Regions from separate parts of the Macaca mulatta genome. Here region 2 is linked to region 1. The links are chromatin contacts, called in public Hi-C maps. All regions are on one chromosome and are shown on one strand. The core of a region is the stretch at or near the end of the contact, and the rest is flanking DNA. Distances in the headings are between cores, read along the strand shown. Region 1 holds the start of RNF14 (ring finger protein 14). Region 2 holds the start of GNPDA1 (glucosamine-6-phosphate deaminase 1).

Region 1 (3,006 bases), core at 206-2,705:
ATGGCATTCGTAAACTGTCATGGCACTGGTGGGAGTGTAGCAGTGAGGACAACCAGAGTTCACTCTCGTGGCCATCTTGGTTTTGGTGGGTTTTAGCCCACTTCTTTACGGCAAGCTGTTTTATCAGTAAGATCTTTATAACCTGTATCTTGTGCTAATCTCCTATCTCATCCTGTGACTTGGAATGCCTAACTGTCTAAGAATGTAGCCCAGTAGGTTGCTCAGCCTTATTTTACCCAGCCCCTACTCCAGATGAAGTTGCTCTGGTTCGAATGCCTCTGACATTTTGAAGTACAAAAGTTTTTAGCTTTGGTGAATGCAATTTATGTGTTTTTTTCCTTTGTTGCTTGTGCCTTTAGTTTCATGTCTAAGAAACTATTACCTAATTCAAGTTCATAAATATTTACTCCTACATTTTCTTCTAAGGGTTTTTTGGTTTTTTTTTTTTTTTTTTTGAGAGGGAGTCTCGCTCTGTCGCCCAGGCTGGAGTGCAGTGGCGCAATCTCGGTTCACTGCAAGCTCCGCCTCCCGGGTTCGTGCCGTTCTCCTGCCTCAGCCTCCCGAGTAGCTGGGACTACAGGCACCCACCACCACGCCCTGCTAATCTTTTGTATTTTTGGTAGAGACGGGGCTTCACCATGTTGGTCAGGCTGGTCTCTATCACCTGACCTCATGATCCGCCCTCCTCGGCCTCCCAAAGTGCTGAGATTACAGGCGTGAGCCACTGTGCCTGGCCTTCTAAAGATTTTATAGTTTTAGTTCTTACATTTAGGTCGTTGATCCATATTTAGTTAATTTTTGCATATGGTGTGAGGTAGGAAGCATATAATTTTAATTTCTGCTTAGCCTGATGATAATCATGTGACCCTTTGTAAGTTTTTGCACCTAAGTCTCAATTTCCTTATTTGTAAAGTGAGAATAACAAATGGTAGCTAAATCATAAGGTTACAGTGAAGATAGAAAATTTACGTAGAGCATTTATCACAGTGCTTGAAGCATCCTAACTGCTCAATAAATGCGGTCGGTGTTGCAGTTATAACATGAGCGATGAATGCGTGCTTCTGCAGTGGAGCTCCAGAAAGACGGGCAGCATTTCTGAGAAGGTAAACGGGAGGAAGCAGGCTAGCTTAGTCCACTTAGAGAAGCAGGTCTGGGATTGTTGTGAGAGTCTCTGCCCTAGGTAGACCACTGCCTCGTGATCACCTCTGGGGATTGGTAAAAATTGGAATTCTCGGGCCCCATCAGAACTACTGAAAACAGCCTCCTGTGAGCACTGGGCTCGCAGTGGTTGGAGTGACGGCGGTCGCGCCGGCAGCGCCGCCTTGGGCCTGCGGGAGGCGCCCGAGAGACAGGGGCGACCACGGCGGCTGCGCAGAGTCCTCTCTAGGCCGACTACCCCACCAGCGGGATCCGCTTGGCTCAGCTGACAGCTCCCGAGAACGGAAGAGGCGGTGCGCCGGTTGAGCAGGGAATTGCTAGGCCTGGTCGGCTGGCGGCGGTGAGTGGGCCCCGGGCAAGGGCGGAGGGCGGAACTTTGGAGCTTGGCACTGCCGGGTGGCCGGAAGGTACGGTGGGGACAGCTCTCTGGGCGCGCGAGGCAGAAAAGGGGACCGGGCCAGGACTGTACAGTGGGCCTCAGTCGCTCAAACCCGGGACCGGGCGTCCGCAGCCCAGCTGGCCGGGACTCCCTTCCGGACGCTCCTGAGGAGGAAGAGAAAGGTGTGGGCCCTGCTTCTTTGGGAGGCCCCAGGCTGGCCAGCAGCTCACACGCCCGGATAGCGCCCTCTGATCCCAGCGCTGGGGCGGATAGCTAGCCTTGGACTTGCCCCTGTTTTGGGGTAGTCGCCCAAACGACTCCGCACGCCGGGTGGCGAGCTGAACCCAGACCAGGACACCCGAAGACCAAATGGATAGAATGAGAAGGAAATGGGGGTAGCAACCAGAATTGAGGTACTGGCTTCCAAGTGACAGCTTCACAAGCTGAAATCTAGTAGGGTAGGTCATGAGGAACTGTTGAAACACTGCTTGGAGTAGAAGTTGCTAGCCCTGACTGCATATTGGAATCACCTGGAGAACTTGGACAACTACTGAGGCCTGAATTAATTGTTCTGGGTGTGGCCTGGGTATTCAGATTTTAAAAAACAGCTCCTTAGAAGATTCTAATGTGCAGTCAGATGGAGAACACTAACCTAAAACCATAAACTGCATAAATGAATCTCTCATCCCATTTGCAAATGTTTTAACAGGAAGAAACAAAAAGCTTAATTAGCACCATATATTCCCACCTAGTAAAATTGTTTAAGATTAAATAAGACAATGTGAAAGGACCTAATACTGTACGTAGTAGGTGCTCAATAAATGTAAATTGATTCTGAATCTCATTCTTATTGGGGAGTTACACATCCGAGAATCTGTAACTTTTTAATTATGGTTTTGTATATGGTATTTTTGCATATAATTTTAGGGTGTTGATAGGATTCTCCATAACCCATCTGAGACCATACTCCCTTTTCCCCTCACCCCAGTGAAGAAGCCTAGCTCTAAAGCGTTTAGAATAAAACTTAAAAGTTTCTGTTTGTGTATTCTTGTTTTGTTTAAGTATTTTTCTGTTATCAGAATTAACCATGAGTGCCACTGGTGGTATTAATTCATGAACAAGAGAGGAAAAACTGGAGGGGGATGGCAAATGAAGGAATACAAAAAGCAGAAGAGGAAAGGAGAAAAAACAAGAAACTGAAGAGGCTGTTTGTTATGGGGCATGGTGTCCTGTCCTCTCATATGACCTTGGTGTTCCTCCTTACCTCCTCCCATGGCTGAGGGCAGACAGATAAAAAGTCCTCAGTCATTGCTGGGCACATGCAAATACTCCTTTAACCACATGGCTCAGTCAGTCTGCCCTAGGAGAGTAACATGCACCTGTAGATTAGGATTGGCTGTATGTTAGGATATGTTTGACTTAAGTGGTGATCATGGAAATTCAGAATTTTAATTTGGAGAGGGTCCTAA
Region 2 (3,106 bases), core at 461-2,960, 46 kb after region 1:
ACTCTAATGGATGGGTCAGGAACGGCCACTAGGGCAAACCCACCCATCTCTGAAAGAAATAATCAGGACATTTGTCTTGAGGAGCTGGGGTCAAAATATCTTTCTGAAAAAGCAACATTTTGATTTTTTCCAAAAGAAATTAGGACTGTTTTTTACTTAGGTCCTGTGTTTAATTAAGCCTTACAGAAAATTACCTAAGTGACTACCTTCTCAATTCTCCCAAGGATGGTACTTAGCTAGTACCCCTCTAGATATAGAGAAGAGAAATTAATTCATTACATAAAATGAATGCCTTAGGGTATCAGGACTTAATTCTGTTAAGAAACCCTGGTGGACAAGGCTGACTTAGGATGTAGCCTAAAAATCAAGTTCTTCCTACCTAACCAATATCCCTTCTGCTCCAGGATTCTGCAGGAACAGGCAGCACTAAACCAACCCATAAGGGAAGCTGGGTCCTTTGTATGTGGAAGGGGCAGGAAGGTACTCTCTCAGCACCAGTACCCCAGAGCCCCCGTGAAGTCCCTTGGCTGAGTGAGCCCGTGTACCTGGCCCCTGTTGCCTACTCTCTCCACTCCTATCCACGGCACCCTCTCCATCCAAGAACGCACCAGTGGGGAGCCCCAGGGTGAAGTACTTTTCTGGCCCTGGGTTAAACTGGATGATGCGGTTCCTGATGTATTTAGCCGCCCACTCGCTGGCCTGAGAATAGTGGTCCAGGATGATGAGTTTCATCTTGTCCTGCAGTGGGGGAGAGGGGATGACAGAAAGGAATCAATGGTAAGGGGCAGAGAAAGAGATGGAGGTGGTGGGAGAAGCCTCTCTTACCCAGCAACAATCCCCCCTTCCCAAGCTGTCTGAGCCAGGAAAAAGGCCTTTCTATTCACAGAGGAGCTAAGAGGTTGGGCCAGTCGCCTCCACCACCCACAGTCCACTAGGAGGCGCTACTGGGGGCAGATCTGGGTTCTAATCTCAGCTCCTTCACTTACCAACTAAAGGACCTCGGTCGAAGGACCTAAGTTCTCTCTGAGCCGTTTCCTCCTTTATAAAAATTGGGACAATAGTACCTACTTCACAGACTTCACGACGGGTAATACGAAATGAGAGAATGCGTGTAAACCACTTAGTATTTACTATGTTGGCTGTTACCATCCGGATAGATGCTCTGCTCAGCCCCGCCTCCCTCATCCCTGCCCCCACGGGAGCGGGATACTCTCCACACTCCCCGCCCTCTACCCCAAGACTCTTCCTCAAGAAGTAGAGGGGTCATAGGATCATGCTGGGCCACTAGAGCAGGTGGGGCAATGAGCTCTGCCTGGGGAGCTGTGTGCTGAGGGACTAGCGGAGGGGTGTTCCTACTGGCCCGCCTTGCTTTGCGAACCCCTCTGGGTCCTCAGTTTCCCCCAAAGCACAAAAGGTAAAAGGTAATCGCTCCAGAAGGAGGACGTTTTGCTCCCCCAGCACTGCGGTTAGTGGGAGTGGGAAAGCAAGAGGCGAAGGTGGCCCGCGCGGTCGTCGGTGGGGTACAGCGTGTCCCCCACCCCGATTACCACCCCATCGACCCTCCGATCCCGGCTGGAAAATGTGTGAGAGCGGCTCCCCGGGGTCCCGACCCCGGGTGCCGTAGGGCTGGGGCAGCGCTCCGCGCTTCGGCCCGCGAGGAAGGTGCCCGCCAGCCCTTCTCCCCACTTACGCGTACGCCTCCCGCGGCGGCTGCAGCTACTGCGCCGGCGGCCCGGCCCGGCGCGGGTCACGTGGCTGCGGGTCACGCGGCGCAGCGTGCGCCGCCCGCTGGGCTGACTCAGCGGGGCCGCAGCTACTGGGACTGACTCTCTCGGCGGAGGGATTCCGGCCACTCACAGTCTCACCTCGGCCGGTGGCTCCGGCAGGCCCTGGAACAGACCGTAAAAAACACACTTTCCCTTGAGAGGCGGGGATTCGAGCCTGGTGTTTTTTTTGGTTTTTTTTTTTTTTTTTTTGTGCAAGAGGAGGGAGACTTGAGGCGTGCCGGGTCGCCCCCAGGAATACAGCCCTCTGGAACTTGGGGCTGGGGCCGGGGTTTTTAGTGCAGAGGTTGAGCTGGGGGCAGGCAAAGCAGAATCGCTGCCTCAGTCTCCTAGGGTTGGGCCTGGCTCTGTCTTCAGTTTCTTTATTTGTTTAGATGGCATTTATTTACCCAGGTATTAAAACTTTTGTTGTTTAAAATACAATTGGACTTTTTAAAGTCCTTTTTTAAAGATCAAACTTTGCAGCATTATATAATAGAGAAAAAGGCAGGCCCTTGGTTTCCCCAACTCCCCACACCAAGATAACCATTGCTTAGAGTACATTCTGAATTGCTTTCTATGAATATGCTTACACTGTTATTTTACATAAATGGGAACACATACACATGAGGCTTATATATATCAAGGGTCAGATATTTGACCTGCATTATTTCACTTAATCCTTATTAAGCTCCAGTAGTAGGTTTGCCATTACTTTTTAACGAGTGGAGAAACTGACGCTTGGAGAGAAAAGTTAACTTGGCCAGAGGCACCAGTGGTTTGCCTAAGACTTCAATTCAGGGGAATCTGTCCAAATCCCAAATCCATGCTTTTTACCGCTAGCGGGCACTGCCTCCCAGCTGGTATGACTGAATTTGGGACGCTTCTATATCAGAACAAGAGATCCATCGTATTCTTTCCACTCAACATTAGAGTGTTCGAGACTTCTAGGGACACTTGGGAACTTTCCATGCAGAGGCTGGAGGAAGGACTTGAGTGCTGGTCCTCAGTAACATCTTCCATTACATAGGGTTTTGCAAGAGCTTTGTGCCCATTATTTCATAGAATCCTGCCCAATCGTCAGATATGATTACCGCCATTTTATTGATATGGAAACTGGGGCTCAAAGGAGTACAGAGACTTGTGATATATGACCTCACAGTCCGACATCCCGGACTTTGGTCAGTGCTAGGGAGCAGTGGCGAGATCTCCTGAATCAACCTAATTTTCCTCCCGCAGCAAAAGGCCAAAGGAATTCTGGCTTCATGACAGGTGACAGGGCCTTCCTCAGTCAGCCGGGTGGCCACGATCTGCAATTCTGCTGAATCTGCTCACTGTGGACA

What was found. Hi-C and Micro-C count contacts between places; a contact is called where the count stands out from the background.
Region 2: a contact with region 1 is called in a Hi-C map of liver, with 3 times the contacts expected there. The contact joins the promoter of GNPDA1 here to the promoter of RNF14 in region 1. A contact is called at or near these places in 2 of 14 Hi-C or Micro-C datasets (fibroblasts and liver).

The regions. Positions count from the first base shown.
Region 1 is chr6:150,823,735-150,826,740 of T2T-MMU8v2.0, forward strand. It overlaps RNF14 (ring finger protein 14), which reads left to right and starts at 1,456. Exons shown (of 9, transcript NM_001260813.1): 1 at 1,456-1,498.
Region 2 is chr6:150,869,188-150,872,293 of T2T-MMU8v2.0, forward strand. GNPDA1 (glucosamine-6-phosphate deaminase 1) reads right to left here and starts at 1,711. Exons shown (of 7, transcript NM_001257944.2): 1 at 1,691-1,711; 2 at 609-738. The coding sequence starts at 732.